2 separate regions of the Mus musculus genome follow, and region 1 is linked to region 2. The links are chromatin contacts, called in public HiChIP or PLAC-seq maps. All regions are on one chromosome and are shown on one strand. The core of a region is the stretch at or near the end of the contact, and the rest is flanking DNA. Distances in the headings are between cores, read along the strand shown. Region 1 overlaps Gdpd5 (glycerophosphodiester phosphodiesterase domain containing 5). Region 2 holds the start of Serpinh1 (serine (or cysteine) peptidase inhibitor, clade H, member 1).

The links. HiChIP or PLAC-seq counts read pairs in DNA pulled down with a chosen protein or histone mark.
Region 1: an HNF4G HiChIP or PLAC-seq map of pancreatic cancer cells shows a contact between it and region 2. The contact joins the enhancer-like site here to the promoter of Serpinh1 in region 2. A contact is called at or near these places in 2 of 39 promoter capture datasets (hematopoietic stem and progenitor cells and pre-B cells), 2 of 484 Hi-C or Micro-C datasets (the G1E-ER4 cell line and rod photoreceptor), 4 of 115 datasets of contacts at active chromatin or transcription factors (embryonic stem cells, microglia and pancreatic cancer cells) and 3 of 9 other capture datasets (adipose tissue, liver and pancreatic islet).

The regions. Positions count from the first base shown.
Region 1 is chr7:99,427,140-99,431,504 of GRCm38.p6, reverse strand. All of the region lies in intron 4 of Gdpd5 (glycerophosphodiester phosphodiesterase domain containing 5), which reads right to left. Among named protein-coding and RNA genes, the nearest start is that of Klhl35, 37 kb to the left of the region's middle. Within about 2 kb of position 2,499, at least 77 of the 459 cell types and tissues checked have an H3K27ac peak or open chromatin away from gene starts, as enhancers often do. A contact at or near this core is called in pancreatic cancer cells and rod photoreceptor, where this site is marked.
Region 2 is chr7:99,351,594-99,355,537 of GRCm38.p6, reverse strand. It overlaps Serpinh1 (serine (or cysteine) peptidase inhibitor, clade H, member 1), which reads left to right and starts at 2,299. Exons shown (of 5, transcript NM_001111044.1): 1 at 2,299-2,485.

The DNA of each region.
Region 1 (4,365 bases), core at 1,250-3,749, 76 kb before region 2:
CCACTCTGTAAAGCTCCCTACCTCACACCCCACACCAAACCCCACCCTCGCCACGGCTCTCTCTCTTCCTGTCACTCCTCTCAGAGCTGTGGAGACCCGGCAGCAGTGAGCAGGCAGCAGATGGGACACTCCAGTCCTGGGCATACACGAGAGCAAGAACTGCCTAAAAGCACAGAGGACAGTGGGTTTACTATCTGCTATGGGAGAGGGACACAGAAGGCTTCCTGGAGGAGGAAGGGGGGCTAGAAGGAAAGGGCTTGCTGTGAGGAAGGCTGGGGAGCCTCCATCTTGGCAGGAAGCAGCAGAGGGTGCAGGCATGGAGTAGTCAGGTCTCATTCAGGGAAGTGGTGTCTCCTCTTAATGGCCTTTTAAAATTATTATTTTTATTTTAAAAAAATATTGCTGTGCAGTGGTGGCACACGCCTTTAATCCCAACACTTGGGAGGCCGAGGCAGGTGGATCTCTGAGTTCTAGAACAGCATTGGCTATACAGAGAAATCCCATCTCAAAAAAACCAACACACATGCACGCACGCATACACACACACACACACATACACACAAACACACACACACACACACACACACACACAAACACACACACACACACACACACACACACACACGAAGCTGCCATGATGCATTCATGGAAGTCAGAGGATAATTTTGTCAGTGGCTTTCTCCTCGGATTCAAGGTTGCCAGGCTCGGATGACAAGTGCTTGTACCTGGCGGGTGTCTGTCTCATCCACCTCCTGTCATCTTTTTAAGCTAAGGCTGATTCTGAACCCCTGGTCCTCCTGACTCTACCTCCCACGTGCTGGGACTCCATGGTGTTAGAAGTCTCATCATCAAGTTCGTCAGGCTGGCACATCACATGCCAGGCAAGCACTCTGCCTACGGAGCTACACCTCAGACCCCCAATTTAAACTTTCCCATCGTCGGGTCTCTCCCCTTTAACTTTCTTTAGCGCCGCCTCTGTGCTTGAGGAAAGCGGCTGAGCGCAGACACTACACTTAAGTCGTTGTTACAGTGGGGAATGCATAGCCTCACCTTCAGCTCTGAGTCCCACCCATCCTTCTGCACAGCAGTACCCCGCCCAAGAGGGTCTCCAGAGCCTGCCCAGAGCACAGCGCCCTGAGCACCTTTCAATTTACATCTTTCCAGACTGCCTGACTTCTTCAACAAATTTCTCCATGCTTTCTAAACAGAAGAAACGTTTAAGAATAGGCAAAGTACATTTCAATCTATCTGAAATTCTTTCCCGTGTGTGACTCTGCCTTGAACAGGCTTTCTTTCGGCTTTGCTGCCCCAGTGCCTCGTGTGCTTCAGCTCTGCTTGGGAGTCCCAGAGCCATGCGCATCCAGTGACACTCCTGTCCCATGCTCAACTCACTGGCCCATGCTCAATTCCTGTCCCATGCTCAACTCCAAATAAGGGAGGTGGGAGGAGTGTAGGCTGGGAAGGGGGCAGGAGTTCCTGGGAGGCAGAGATGGGCATGCCCTGGCAGGATTACCTGGCTCTGGCCCAGGAGATTTGGGGGAGGGGCAACCGGGCAGGGCTGAGATAGATGGTAGCATTAGGCCGAGTTGGGAGGGGATTATTAGAATCCCACAGCCAGCCAGTTCCTGGCAGCCTAAGCGGATGGATTTATTTCTCCAGGCTACAGAAGGCTGGGCAATTAGGCCTCTGTCTGTCCTCGCTTCTGCCAGGGCACCCGCAGAGCAGCTCATTAGGTGGGAGTAAGGGATCAGGCCCAACTCGAAACTCCTCTTTTCTCAGCCACCCTTCAGGCACAGCCGAGCTGGACAACCCTGGGGATGACCCACTGAGCACCCCTTAGGCCGTGCTGGGATACTTCACATACCATCCCTAAGGGATGGTCCAGCCTCTACCTACTCAGGCCCAGGAGCTGCCAGCTCTGTTCCCAAAGGAGATGAAAGATGTCAGGAGGTCCTCTCCTGGTCTCTTCCTCACTCCACACTACTGTGGAAGTAAAGGATGAGGCCCAGGGGACCATTCCTAACCCTCCAGGGTCTGTCCCTGGAGCCACCGAAAGGTGCATGCCATTTTGGGACGTCTGTAGGAAGGGGACACTTTTTTCAAGGTTGGAGCAGGGTCTCTTCTTACATGAACAGGAGGCGCATGGGTACCTACCACCTAATATCCCATTTAACTGGCAAGCAAGCCGAGGCTGAGAGGCCTGGAGCTTGCCTGAGAGCCTGGGCAGTATCAAAAGTAGAGTTAGAGATACAGAGGCCTGGCCAGCACTGCCCGTTTGTGTGTAGCTGAGTCTAACCATATCCTGGAATCTGCTTTAAGGGGCTTCATCACCAAGCCAACCCTGCGGTCTTTCTTCCCCTACAAAAACCCATCCAAGACTCAAACCACAGGCTGCCAGGACAGGAAGCCGGGAAATCCCCCTTCTTGTCCACCTGTAGAACAAGCCAATCTCAGCTTCAAGGGTGGCCTGGGAAGACCCGAGGGTTGAGTCAGCATCCTCTCTTGCTAACCACAGCCAGAACCCTGAGAGACAGGACCGGAATACAGCAGGCCCTTTATCACATAGGTTCATCTTCCTTCTCCAGACCCCAACACTCAAGAGTTTAGAGGTCCCACCCCAGCAGTGGTCAGCAAGATGCTAGACAGACACACCCCCAGGCAACTTCTTCAGTCACTGTGCACTCTCCACGCCATTGTCCGTCCTGCATTCCTCTTAGCACACCTTGCCAAGCCTGAGCCAGGCCTTGAGTCCACTGGGAGGCCCAGAAAATCCCAGTCCTTAAGGCTAGCACTAGGCCAAAGTGTTGTGGTTGTGAGAACCACAGGACAAGGAAGGAGAGTGATGCCTCGTTTGGTGGAAAGACCTGAGTTAGGTGAAGAGAGAGAGGCGGGGGTTGGACAATGGGAGCCATACCTCTGTGGTGAGAGGATGAGGTGCCCAGGATACGGAGAAGCCAATTGGCTTGGCATGGTCAGCATGGCTTGTGTGGAAGGGAGGGGAGGGAGAGAGGCAGCAGACACTCATGGCAAGAGAAGCACTCATCCACCCCAGGAGGGAGGCCCCTGGGGCTGAGGACACAGACTTGTCTGTCTATCCCAAAGCCTCCCTCATGCCCTTACAGCACAGTCTGCCATCTCTAGAGTGGCCTCCAGCTTCCCAGACTTTGGCTTGAGAGGGACTCTTTCCAGGGCTCTGCCCGAGTCAGCCTATGATTGGACCTTCTCGGTGTCTGTGACATCCCTCCCCTGACCTACACCTTTGCACATGTGCATGTGTGTATGAGCACACATGTGTGTACACGTCACCTCCCCAAACTCTTCTGGCTGTCTAGCTTTCCTTTCAAGGGCTGTTGGGGTACTCTGCATAATTTAACATCTGGGGCCTTTGCATAGCTTGGCCCAAGGCTAAGGCCTAGGTTGCTCAGTACAGCTGCAGGCTCAGGCCTCCCAGGTAGCCTATTTTTTCTTCCCCAGATGAAGTGCAATGATTTTTAGCTCCCAGATACAAGTCAGTAGCAACAGGCACCCTGCTCCATACACTTACTACCCACTCCCACCCAGCATTCCCTGGGCCTGGCTTTGATTTCCCTGGGTGTCTATTCATATCTGTCCCCTGATCTTTACCAGCCTGGGTTCTCTTTCAAGGGAGGAGAGAACCAGGTCAGACACAACTGTGATCTGTGAGCATGTACCAGAATAGGTTTGTTGATTGAATACATAAGTGCCTGGCACATTGGAGGGTGGAAGGGGAGAAGACACAGGCTGGAGGCGTGATTGGGACAGGGGTGGGGGGCGCACACACTGTGCCAATGGCCCCTCAGTATGAATCAATCACTCTTCTTGGAGCCCCATTTACAAGCTAGGAGGATCAATTAAGGTCCTAACAAGCTTTTAAAAGCAAGTATAGTACAGGCGTGCAAGACAGCTGATTAACATACTCGGCTTGTTGCTGTCTGGCTGGGAAGTTCCTCCAGGCCTCTGACCTAAATCCCTCTCAGTATGGAAGTTGGTTTTGACACTGCTGCCTTCAGGGGACCTAGGGACTTGTTGGGGGGGGGGGTGGCGGTGTTGCCAGAGGTAGGAGAGCTAGGGACAACCAGAACAGTACTGTGTCACTGAGTCCTTAATTGGCAGTATTAAAGTAATGACTCAAAAACAACAGCCAATTAATTATCCCCAGTTATAAAAAGCTCTGCTTCCCTTCCTTGCTGTCGGGTGAGACTCCCTCAGCCTTGCTGCGCCACACCCTCAGCCAGGGGCAGGAGAAGCCAGTCCATCTCCGAGCTTCCAGCTTCCCGCTTCCATATGCTGCGCCCTGTGAACAAAAGCTTTAGGAATGGTACCGAGGCCGCCGTGGGTGGGCAG
Region 2 (3,944 bases), core at 1,050-3,549:
GAGGCTTCTGGCCAGGTGAGCTACACAAGGGTTCTGTGATGCTGCAGGAGGGCCCCAGCCCTACACCCACCCGGCTCCCGGATTCAGCTCCACTGACTGCAAATGGAGGGCTTCCGTCTCTACTCTACTCTTTCACTCCTACGAGGGATCTGGATTTGTCTAACACAGGGAGCCTCAGTTTACCCTCTGCAAAACAGGAAAGTCATAGTTCTCTTAGCATCCCCTCCCAGTGCTAGCCCGGATGCTTTCAATGGAGGCCTGGATGCTGGCAGATGGGAGAGCAGAGCGAAGTGGGGGTGGGGCTGTAAGGGATTTTTACACTAGACCTGTGGATAACCCAGCAAACCTCCACACCACCACCACCCCCAGCTTGGATGCACACTGCTCCTTCAGCTCACAGCCTACCAACTGAATTCCAGAAGACCCCAAGAGCCAAGACGAGGATGATAATAGAAAGGGGGTCTGGAATCTAGGTGGAATCCTTTCCTAGCAAAGATTTATTCACATAAGCAGTACATAGAGGATGCAGGAGGACGGGAAGGAGAATCAGCCACCACAAAGATGGATACCGCCCTCCTTTTGCCTACAAAGTTTGCTCAAGATCAGATCTGTTCTACAAAACAATAGCGGCTGCCAGGTCACTGTTCTTAGAGAGAGGCAGGCCCTTGCCTTTGGGGGACATTCATAAGGATACTAAGTTTGCAGATAGGGACGAAGTCCTAAGCGTTTACCTTAGGTTTACCTTGACCCAGTGTCTCCAGCATCCTGGGCCATCAGGCATGTGACGCTAGGCCTGGTACCATGATTTTTTTTTTCTTCTTCTCAAGACCTTTGACTCTGAGATCCTACCAAGCTAAGATTCCTTCACGAAGTTCAAAGACGTTGTGGGGCTTCTGAATGATATTATCATCTGTGGCAGTCACTTGCAAATCCGTATACTCTCTGATCCTTTGATTGGGGTCTAAGTCTATTAGGATCTAATATTTCCCTCAGCCCGAAGTGGGGAAGGCTGGGGGTCCATTCCCTCCCCCACTGTTCTCTATAACTGCAGAGAACTCATCTTTTGGGATGCTGAGTGCAAGGATACATCTGTTCCACAGGCTCTGCATCTGGGAGAAAGAAAATACTTATGAGTCTGTTGATTGAATGTGAGTGAATGCATACAGGGTCTCTCTGGGGCTGGGGCTGGGGCTCAGTGGCAGGATGCTTTCTTTCCTGGTTTTCCTGAGGATCTGGGTTCCAGCCCCAGTGCACTGAAAAGAGGGGGAAAAGCCTCTCACTCCACCTCCTCTCTAGTGATGTCCATCTGTTGTCTGTCATTCCACTATCAGAAGATAGGAGGATCCTAAAACAACAGGCCTCACCTACTGAATTCCCCACTAGCTGCACACACCCCTCACAAAGGAGGTCCTGAAGGCAGGGACTTTGCCCAGTTGTGCAGATTTGTGCATGACACTAGAATAGTAAAGAATACTATCAGTTAACTCAGGGCTCAAGAAGCTATCTCAGTGTAAGAGGTGGGGTGGGGCGGGAGAGCCTGAGATAGTGAGACCCTGAGCCCCAAGAGGCAATGGAGATAGGGAGGGAGGGAAGGAGATAGCAGGGATGACCCATTTGAGACGGAGAAAGGGGCAGTTAGGACTTAACATCAACCAAGGGTACTGGCCCAGAAGGAAAGTCACACAATGCTGTATTTAATTCATCCAGGATGTTCCCTGCTGTATACTACTTCATGTCCAGTGGAACCACCTAGGTGTCTGTCTGAAATCAGTTCAAGACTTGGTTGCCAGGGTGAGGGTCCAGCTAGAATTCTCAGGGCCTCTCCTCCCCAGGGATGTTTCAAGGGTGAACCCTGGTTTGGAGAGGGACCCCTGCCTCTGACTTTTTCCTAAGGCAAAGGAGAGGGCCCCTGACTAAGGAGTAGCATCAGGGGTCCCTGATTAAAGCTTGATAACAGTAGGCAATGGATCTACTGGGGCAGAGCAGGGTCATGTGGGGCAGAAGGGATATGTGATCAGAGCAGGCTTGTGTGGGCAACCCCGAGAAGACGACAACTCCAGTCCCCGAGCGCAGGACTTTGGAGCCTGTCTGCCTTCAGTTCACTCTCGAGTCTAAACCCTGCTTTTCCACGTCCAGGACCGCGGAATCCCAAGAATGCCCTGGCTCCCAAGGTCTAGCTGGTGCGGGAGGAGAGTCCCCTCTACCTAGTAGGGCGAGGGGGCAGTAGGACCCAGGGGCTGGGAGAGAGCCCGCAGGCACAGGGGCGGGAGCCAGGGTGGTTTGGGGGAGGTCTTTGGCTTTTTTTCTCCTCTCCGAGCCACGGCGCCCTCCGGAAGCGTTTCCAACTTTCCAGAAGTTTCTTGGGACAGGCAGGAGGGGGTGGGGCCAGCCATATATAGATCCAGGGCCCGGGGCAGTGAGCTGAGCAGAGCCTGTCTGAGGAGCGATTGCCCTGTCGGTCCCGGAGCAGCCCAGCCCGGCCCAGGTGAGGGGCGGGAGCGGCCGGGCGATTTGGGGTTGCGCATTGGCCAAGGGGGAACGGATCGCTCCAAAGCTTGGGGTCCTGACACAGGTGGGCAGTGAAAGATCGGACTTGGAACTGTCACTTGCCTGGGTTCCCTGGAGCTGCGGTCTAGTACGCGGACTGCCTGGTAAAGTACGGAGAAGTCTCAGCTCGGGGAAGGTTAAAGGTGGTGAGAGGGAATGCGTAGAGCTGGGACTAAATGCTGGTGACCTTCTGCACAACTGAGAGGGGAGGGGAAAGACCTGACTGTCCCATCGTCCACGGGGAAGGGCCAGCTCTGCAGTCCCTAACTCAGGAGTGGAGGCCCAGGGACCCGCAGTGATTGATCCCAGACCAACCTCCCCACAGGCTGTGTAGGGGCCTCTGAACCTAGCACAAGAGGTGTAGACTTGGTGTCTCATCTCTAGCTGTTAAGGACCCCCTTGCTTTGGGGAGCAGTCGCTTTTTAATCAGTATCCTATGTGGAAGGTGGCCGGACTTGACCAATTAGTTCTGCTTTCACCTCACCCGAAAGGGGTGTCGTCAGGGTCCACAGGCCCTGGGTGACTTGAGTCACCCTGGTCCTTCCGTCCACCCATCTGGTTCCTGCAGGGCGAGGACTTCCTCTGAGGCTTTGAGGTATCCTGCCTCCAGCTTGGGGGACATTCCTGAGCCTCCAGACGAAAGGAAGAAGGCATCCATTCCCTGTATGGTCTAACGGCCTAGCTATCAACTTCCTGTGCTTCCTTCTGGGCCCTTTGGCATCCAGGGCACGCATGGAGGCCCTTGGAAAACTGGGGGCTTTGGTTGCCTGGAAGTAAGGCCGAGGCCACACCCTACTCTCTGATAGTTCTGTACCCATCCCCCATTTCCGTCTGGTCCTTTGTCTCTCTCCGAGGATTCCCTGCCGAGGTGTTTTTGTAGTGGGTTGCTGTGTAACAGGACTCCACAGTGGTCGGCCTGGGAGCTTTGCTGAAGGCAGAGCCCCCGGGAGAAAGCCTGACCTGCTTGAGCCGAAGAGGCCCAAGCTGGGCCCTGGTTTCTGCCTCTGCAAAAGAGGTCATCCACCTCCTTACTCCGGGTACCCACTGGGGACTGGGCCCGACCGGCCTCTGCTCCCCACGTCTCTAGGGGTTCCCATTTCTTCACTCTTCTGTTTTCTTTCAGAATGAAAAAGGCAGGCAATGATCTCCCTCTGAGGCCCTTTCAAGGTACTTTAGACCCACCAAGTGTCTGAGAAACCCCCTGGTGCTCCTCCCTGCCTCCTGGCATCTGCTCCCCTTACAGGCTTCCCATCACAGGCTCCCTGGCCCAGTGGTGGACACGGCCTTTGGCTCTGTGATATCTTATATTTTTTTGGTTTTGTTTTGATGGTACTGTAAAATGTCTAACCTTGGCCGGAGGGCTGGCGTTTCCCTGTGGCAGATGGGCTGGGCTTGCC